Regions from separate parts of the Drosophila melanogaster genome. Here region 1 is linked to region 2. A link is a contact called in public Hi-C data. All regions are on one chromosome and are shown on one strand. The core of a region is the stretch at or near the end of the contact, and the rest is flanking DNA. Distances in the headings are between cores, read along the strand shown. Region 1 holds the start of ed (echinoid). Region 2 holds the start of for (foraging).

What was found. Hi-C and Micro-C count contacts between places; a contact is called where the count stands out from the background.
Region 1: a contact with region 2 is called in a Hi-C map of the Kc167 cell line, with 6 times the contacts expected there. A contact is called at or near these places in 2 of 107 Hi-C or Micro-C datasets (the Clone 8 cell line and the Kc167 cell line).

Annotation. Positions count from the first base shown.
Region 1 is chr2L:4,028,269-4,032,684 of dm6, forward strand. It overlaps ed (echinoid), which reads left to right and starts at 3,109. Exons shown (of 9, transcript NM_001273084.1): 1 at 3,109-3,287; 2 at 4,155-4,416. The coding sequence starts at 4,408.
Region 2 is chr2L:3,653,978-3,658,309 of dm6, forward strand. It overlaps for (foraging), which reads right to left and starts at 2,976. Exons shown (of 10, transcript NM_205904.2): 1 at 2,745-2,976; 2 at 1,293-1,608.

The DNA of each region.
Region 1 (4,416 bases), core at 1,859-4,358, 370 kb after region 2:
TATGGCATATGGTTTCGAACCCCGACCGCAGGCTGAACCAATTTTCATAGAGATTGCAATTTAGCCCCAAACCTTAACCTCAATGCCCCGCTCGTTCTCTCTCTCTCGACATCTCTCTCTCTCTCTCTTTTGCAATTTCTTCTCCTTCTGCCAGCTGCCGACGGAACGGAGTTGGGTTCGAAAACCTCAAACCCATAATTAACTTGGCCAAAGCAGACGACAGGCTGCACTTTGAAGAGCAGAAGACTGGAGACAGAAGACTGCAGGCGAGAGTCTGAAGACAGGAGACTGAAGACAGGAGACTGGAGACTGAAGACTGGTACTTGAGACAAGCGATTTAAGGCAGGCGAAAAGACAGTTTCCCGTATTTTATCGATGCTATGAATAAGCAAACTTTGCGTAGTGATAAGAAATTAACTTTGATTAATGTTTAAATATTATGAAAAATCCTTCTTGTGAAACACTCGAGTGTAGCACTTTGTATTTGTTTGTATTTGTTGTCTTTTAAGCGGCTTTATTTTACTTCTTTTTCGGACTTCTTGAACTTGACTGACAGTGCTGTTCCATCTCACTCACTCATAGTGCTTCGCTCTCTTTCTCTCTCAACTGGCGCAACTCTCTTACCCCTCGCCATCACTTCTTACCAATTTTTATTACATGGAGTGAGTGCAACAAGAAGTGGTAGGCAAAAGGAGAATAAGAAGGTAAAAAACAAGAAGTTGCTTAGGTAGAAGAATTGCTCCTTCTCTCTCTGTCTCTCTTTCTCATCTTCCACTTTATTTCGTCTTCTTCATGGATATTCTTATTGTACCTTTTTTTTGTGCTTCTTGTTGTTGTCTTGTTTATTACCTGCTTTTATTTTTTGTTTTCATCTTATGCGCCTACAACTTTACTTATTTTTTATTCTTATTTTTTATATATGTATTAACTTTAATTCACTTGTAATTCAAGCAGTCTTCAAAACCGCAGATCATGTTGTGGGTTCTTAATTTTGCCAGCCAGTTTCTTTTTGAAATTCAACTCCTTCTTCTTAATCTTCATCGTGATTCTGAAAATGTTTTTTTTTTTCAAATTAAGAGTTGAGTTTCATATAGACTTCCTCATCTAAGCCTCTCTTTTCAGAAGAAGTCGTAGATATCAAGTAATGAAAATTGAAATCGATTTTAGGGAGAAGAGTTGTATTTGTAATCTATAAAGCTACGGAAGTAGAAAAATGTTTATCCGTGACTGTCCCTATGGTTAATACATATTTTAACCCAAATTTATGGCGATTAATATGCAAGGAAAGTAATGCTAAGGAAATTACCAGGATCTACGAGTAAACAGCAACATTAAGCAAGGGATAGGGATAATTAAGCTGGATTTTCGTGTGCTCCTAGCGAGGGAAGGAAGAAAAAAATGGGGGGGGGGGAGTGGTTGTGTTGTCTAGTCGTCTTTTCACCTGAGGGAAATGGGGGCGGGGCCAGCCCGCCAACCCAAAGGTCATTTGTATGCGTCTTTAGTAGCGGGACATGTCCGGCGTTTTATGATGAGGAGAAATCACCTTGGGGCCCAAATCAAAAATTCAATAAACATTGAACAGCGACGACAGAACAGACAGAACGAGCAGAAAATCTGTTTTAAAATTATTTACCATTCTTGGGCTGCTTGTAAGTCCTATGCATTCATTATGCAAAGCGCGTGGCATGACTGCTAAATAAAAATATTGAATATGCAGAGCCACTTCAGCTGCTCAGAAACAAAGCGGAAAAAATCAATCATTCGCGGTATTTCTCAAAAGAAAAAAAGAAGAAAAAACCCTACATAATACCAAGACTTAGTGCTACTGTTTGGGTAAATTATAACAATTGCGTACTGATTTTAGTGGATAATCTAAACACTATCTATACTATACTATATACGGTATAATTGTTATTTGAAAGTACAAACAATTTTAAGTTTTTTTTTGTAACCTGGCTCGTGGGTGTGGTCATAAAAAAGTCTAAGAAAGGTTTAAGCTGCTGAGTGTCGTAGCAGTGAGGTTTTCGTCTCGAATATAACGTGTTTTTTAGAAAACGGGTTTACTTGAGGTGTGCAAGAGGAAGGAGGTCTCTTCACAAACTCTTAAGATAACTGGTTTAATGTAGATCGCTACAGGGGGTGCGAAAGAGATGGACATAGCTATGTGCGAACTTAACGAAGTTTACTTGCCTTCAAGCTCGAACTTGTTGCATGTACACTATCGCCGCACCTTTCGCACCACTCTTATACCCGTCACTCGTACAGTTAAAGGGTATACTTAATTCGTTGAAAAGTATGTAACAGGCAGAAGGAAGCGTTTCCAACTTTATAAAGTATATATATTCAGGATCAGGAACAATAGCCGAATCGATTTAGCAACACACTTTCTAACACTTTCGCATTTCGCATTCGCATTTTCACTAGCTGAGTAACGGGTATCTGATAGTCGAGAAACTCGACTATACCATTCCCTCTGGTTTAAAACCAACTTGTTGCTGGCTTTTCTTATTTATATTTTTCTTGACTAATTTCCCGACTGGTTTTTCTTGTTGGCCAAAGAAACGAGTTTTCTTGGAAAAAGGCACTCAAAACCTCTAGGAAAATGCAACATGTTGCTAAAGGCAAATTGAATTTCCATACAAAATTGCTTCTATTCGTTGCTGCCTTAGGCTCATTTTCACCATTTGGGTCCGTTATCGACGAAAAAAATATAAAATATATAAATACGCATACAATGTTTTTAAAACCAAATGAAACAATTTTTTTTCCAAAATGGGTTTACTTCTCCTTAAAAGTTACATATAAAAGAAACTACATGATGATTTAAACTTAAAAACAATTTTAAAATTATTTCAAATTTATTGGTTCTTTTGTTGAAAACATTACATGCCTAAAATATAAAGGCAACATTTATTATTTGTTTTCTGAATATAATCAAACTTAAGAGAAATTCGCTATTATGTTCTCTTAATAAAAGTCGAGTCAAACATGTTAGCTTAACTTAACAGCGCTGTTAACGGCTCTCATCAAACGCGTTCGACTCGAACTTGTGCGGACTGTGTTGTGGAACTTGAATTTTGCGGCTGCGGCTCAAATTTTCGTTTCCCTTTCTCTGTGTGTTTTCCCATTTCGGATCGAACGCTTCGTGGAAAAGTGAGCGCGCGTTGTCTGAATTTCCCGCCGCGTTTTTCGTCGATTTCCGCGTGTGTGCGAACAACAACTCAGCAGCAGCAACAACAACAGTCCCAATTTATTGGGTAAAACGCAGAAAATATACTAAATTTGAGGTATAAAATTGAAATTTATACAAAATTACTGTGCACAGTGTATGTGTGTGTGTGGTTTCAGTGGCAGTGGAAAGACCAAAAGCAACGGTATACAAAATCAAAACAATGCAAGCAAGCAACAATAAATACAAAATAATAGATTTATTTCGAATAAACAACAGTTAAAACTTTAAGAAAAGGAAACGAAGCTAAGATAAATAAGAAAAAAACGCAGCATCTGCGTCATCTCTATCTCGCTCCCTCCCTCCCGTTTTATCCACGATCTCTGACGATCGCTCTGTCCCCCTCGCACTCGCACATCTTTACCGATTTACCTGGGAAACAGGTTTAGCGTCCATTTCGTGTGTATGTGTATGCGTGCGTGTGATTGTGTGTATAACGTGTATTGGTGTGTTTCTTGGAAACCTTTTAAGTGATTTTCTTACCTGCTCAAAAGTACAACAAAAGCAATAAAAACATGTTGCAACTCTAAAGCAACAACAAGCACGAAAAAGTGTGAAGCATAAATGCAGTTATAACTGTGAAAAAGGAGAGGTAGATAAAGGCGAAGCAAAGATATGGATAAATGAGATGAAAAAGAAAACTTAAACAAAGTAAAAAAAACCTGTTAAATTTTTTTGATATATTAATAATAAAAAATATATTATTAATTATTGCAAATTTATGAAAAAAAAAAAACAATGGATGGATACAACTTAAAAGAATTAGTGATAATACAACAACTGCCATAAGGACTTGGATTATAAACATAAACTGCACTTGAATAACTAATAAAAAACAAGAATGCCCGTGGAACCACATACAACATCTTAACCCCACAAAGCCGAGCAATTTCTAATCAACAACACCATTCTTAACCCTTTTCAGTTGTTCTTCTTCGTTTTCGGCTATCCGTTCAAAGTTTCGTGTGCAATAAATAAAAAATACTATATCGTCGAAAGCATAAAAACATTAACCAACGCAATGGAGCGTTGCAACAACACCACTAACTGCGAATTGGAATAAGAAGTCCAGCAAAAGTAGCAAAAATTGTTTTTGCAAAGGGAATTGAGAGTAGCACCCAAAGATAAGCAAAAACAGTAGAAACATATACAAAATATATTCAAAATATAGTCACAAAATGAGGCGA
Region 2 (4,332 bases), core at 1,726-4,225:
ATTGATTTTTAAAAAGAACTTGGCATTTGAAAATAAAATTATTGGTTATGTGGATTCTGATTGGGCTGGTAGTGAAATTGATAGAAAAAGTACAACAGGGTATTTATTCAAAATGTTTGATTTTAATCTCATTTGTTGGAATACAAAGAGACAGAACTCAGTAGCAGCCTCATCAACTGAAGCTGAGTATATGGCCCTATTTGAAGCCGTGAGAGAAGCTCTATGGCTTAAATTTTTATTAACTAGTATTAACATTAAACTAGAAAACCCCATTAAAATTTACGAAGACAATCAAGGCTGTATTAGCATAGCAAACAATCCCTCATGTCATAAACGAGCTAAACATATTGATATTAAATATCATTTTGCCAGAGAGCAAGTTCAGAATAATGTGATTTGTCTTGAGTATATTCCTACAGAGAATCAACTGGCTGACATATTTACAAAACCGTTGCCTGCTGCGAGATTTGTGGAGTTACGAGACAAATTGGGTTTGCTGCAAGACGACCAATCGAATGCTGAATGAAATTTTTATATATATTTTTCAAATTTAAATTCCTGTAAACATATTTTGTTACAATGATCTGATCGGGTTTTTCTGGGTTTTCCCCGTATCCTCGCAGCAAATGCTGGATCAGTTAACACTTCCCAGAATGCACACCACCCACATTTGATAGTTACTAATGAATATTATTGTTATGTTTTTAATTATAGACGTTATTTTTGAGGGGGCGTGTTGGAATATACTATTCAACCTACAAAAATAACGTTAAACAACACTACTTTATATTTGATATGAATGGCCACACCTTTTATGCCATAAAACATATTGTAAGAGAATACCACTCTTTTTATTCCTTCTTTCCTTCTTGTACGTTTTTTGCTGTGAGTAGGTCGTGGTGCTGGTGTTGCAGTTGAAATAACTTAAAATATAAATCATAAAACTCAAACATAAACTTGACTATTTATTTATTTATTAAGAAAGGAAATATAAATTATAAATTACAACAATCACTTTCGGCTCTAAGGCGGAGAAAAGGGCTTAAAGACCCTGAGCCTTAATTGTTTATTCAAAGCACGGACCAGAAAAAGACAGCACTGGAGCAGTCGAAAGAGATGGGTATATAGACAAAAGGGCGCCTTGGCGAAAAAAAAAATTATTCAAAGGCCGAACGATTGTGCAATCACAAAGTTCGTAGGCGGCATAAATCCATAAATAAACAATAAGTATGAATAAATAAGTTGCTGTTCGACAACAGCGAACAGTAATTGCATATTAAAATGGAGCTTACATGTTGGACGAAAAGTGAAGAAATTCCAGGGTCGATGTAAATGTTATGGTTCCAGTCGCAGAGAATCGCTCTCTTTTCTTCTTGTTGTTGCGATCAGCCGGCTTTTGCGAAGAAAGTTTCTTCGTTTCCACTTGTTGATTTGTGATCGGCTGTCTCGCTCGCGCACTCTTCAGTTTCCTCGTTAATTCACAGGAAGCACAGAATTAAGGCCGAAAATATATTTATAAATGAAATGCAGGCGGCACACGAAACTTCGCCATCAATTTAGACGGCCTGCACTTTTGTTTTCTCGAGTCTTTCCACTTGCGTTGCGTTTCTATGAAATTGGGCATTAAAATTTAAATGCTATTAGCCACAGAACACGAACACGAAAGATTGGGAAATGAAATGAAGGAGAGAGAGTGAGAGAGAGTTCTCTCACTCGTCGCTGTTATTGTTATCACCTGAGTCGAATACAGTGGGACCCCCACTTGAAGATGCAAACAAGACTGAGCTTTTACCAATAGTATTCAATAGTTCACTGATATCGATTAAATAATTTTAAAACTTTTGATCAACATTGCTGATTAACGCTTATTGGATTTAAGAACATTCGATTTGTTAATACTTGTGATCTGGCTTAATATGATAATTTAAGTCGAGCCCCACTGTACTCTTTCTCGCGGATTTTATCGCTCACTCTTTTTGTTTTCAGTTCACTCTCTCTCGCTCCGCATAGTTTGACTTGTTGTTGTTTCTGCCAGCGTAGCGTAGTTAACTTGAGCGGCAGCAACAACAACATCAGCCATACTTGTTGCTAAAAATAGTAGCGGCGGCGAGACAGAAACAGAAAACAGAAAAACAGCGCGGCAGAATAAAATATGAAAAGGCGCACAAATTGGAAAAAATTGTACATGACGAGCAACAAAAACAAGCAGCAAGTAACAAAAAGGAGGAGGAGTAGTTACAACAACAACTGAGCTTCTGTTGAAATATATCAGAGAAAAGAAAGGCAAAGAGGCAGATCGGCGTAGAAAGGAAATGCGACGCAAAACTGCAGTCAAAGAATTAGTTGGAATGATGGACTGAAAAGTGTCAAGTTTAGCACGGAAAATTCGTCAGCTGAAGTGCGAAAGAGACAGAGCGAACGAGCAGCTAACAAGTGATTTTCCATGAAATTAATTGCAGACTGCATTTGAATTAATAATTTTCCACTTTGAAATCACAAACTAAAAGAGAGCCGCTCTCTCTTCCACTCTCTTCGCTTAATGCACCAAAACTGCATTCACAATTCACGTTTTACTAATATTTAGTCAACTTTAACCACTGCCTTTGCTTTAATTGCTTTTTAAGGCAAATAGTTGCACATATGGAAAACGCTAGTTGTTGTTTTATTTTAGAATTCAGAATTGAGCACAAATGCTAGATCGTACGACTAGCGAAAGCAGCAACAACTAACCAAGTGGCACGCACACACAAGCACAAGTCGATGAAAAACCACCGAACTAAATGGCGATGTGGATTATTCTGATAAACGCCAATGCCATATATATATATATTTTTTTTCTTTTATTAAGAACTTGTGCCAAAATTTGCAGGAAAACCACGCGTTGCATTGATTCTTATAAAAATGCCGCTAAAGTCAATTCCAAGCACGATCGCGACAAATGACAACCGCACAGCACGAGAAATTCCAACAGACTGAAAATGAAACAAACAACTTACTCGCTACCACTACTCGAATATTATGAAATAAAGAGCACATTAGCATTTTTTCTCTTAATTTTTAAAAAATTATTTTCTCTTCTGATGCAATGTTATGAATTAGCGTTGAGATAGAAAAAAAAAATTTAAAACAATATTATGCTCAATCCTTTCTACAAATTAATTACTTTAATCAAATAACAAAATATTCATATTAATAAAAGTGTACTTTGTTTGTTAACGTAAATATACTATGTGAAAGGAGTAGATTTAGTAGAGTAGTAGAATTTATAATATTTTCCCTGCTAGTTCTCTCAGAGATGATGTATCAGTTTGATTTTAATAATCATTCCGAATGAAATCATCATTGAAGTTGGTCAAGATCGGTCTTAAATTAATCTAGTATTATAAATTGCCAATGCAGGATTAACTCTGCGCCATGATTTATTCAACTTTTCTCGTATACTTTTGGAACTAACAGCACACAACGCCTATCCGTTTACGACAAATGGTGTTTGTTTTTGGAACTAATACAGCGCCATTTTTCATTTTAGTGATTTCTAACTTACGTTGTACGTTACATTTCAGATTTATTATGCATGTAAGATGTAGAATGTCATAGCAACTGGCCGTCATGTATGTAAATATGTGTATGTATAGGCATTTCAGAGCCATTTTCTGCTCATATGTAGGGGTGGAGCCTGAGAAGAGAGAAAATCCCAAAAGGGGAATAAGAAACTGGGAAATTTTACTATTTAACTCGTTTCGTAAGAGGGTATACTAGATTTGTTAAGAAGTATATAACAGGTAGAATGAATTTTCCGATCTTTTATGGTACATAAAAAGACATTTTTTGAAACATGTTGAAAATTCAAAATTTTTTAATTAAACATAAATGTTTAAGTGGAATAAGTAACATATTGTAAAAATTATTTATTAATTTTAACCGTTATTTATGTACAATTTCGTAAGGTTAGAAAAATCCAAGGATCTTTGGTCGGGAATTTCCCTCAAGAAGGCGTTGCAAACTTAAGACCACCCACCCCCAGTATTGTGCCACCCCTCCCCAACTTCGCAACCCTCTTTTCACCCCTCTGCCGCTCTCGCAGTCGACGTCGCCGGGAAGGAAGGAAAGAGATAGCAGCTGGGAGAAAGGACAAAAGGAGAAACGGGTCGGTGGAAAAGGAGGAGGAGAAAGTAGAGGAAAAGTGAGGCGGCAGCAAAAGTTGATTAGATGGATTTCGTTTGGTTTTTGTGTTTTTAATCACACACCAATTTCATTTATTAAATCTTCGCATCAGCATTTCATTTCTCGCATTCCCTATCTTTCTCTTTCCCTCCTTCTGTCTCTTTCGCT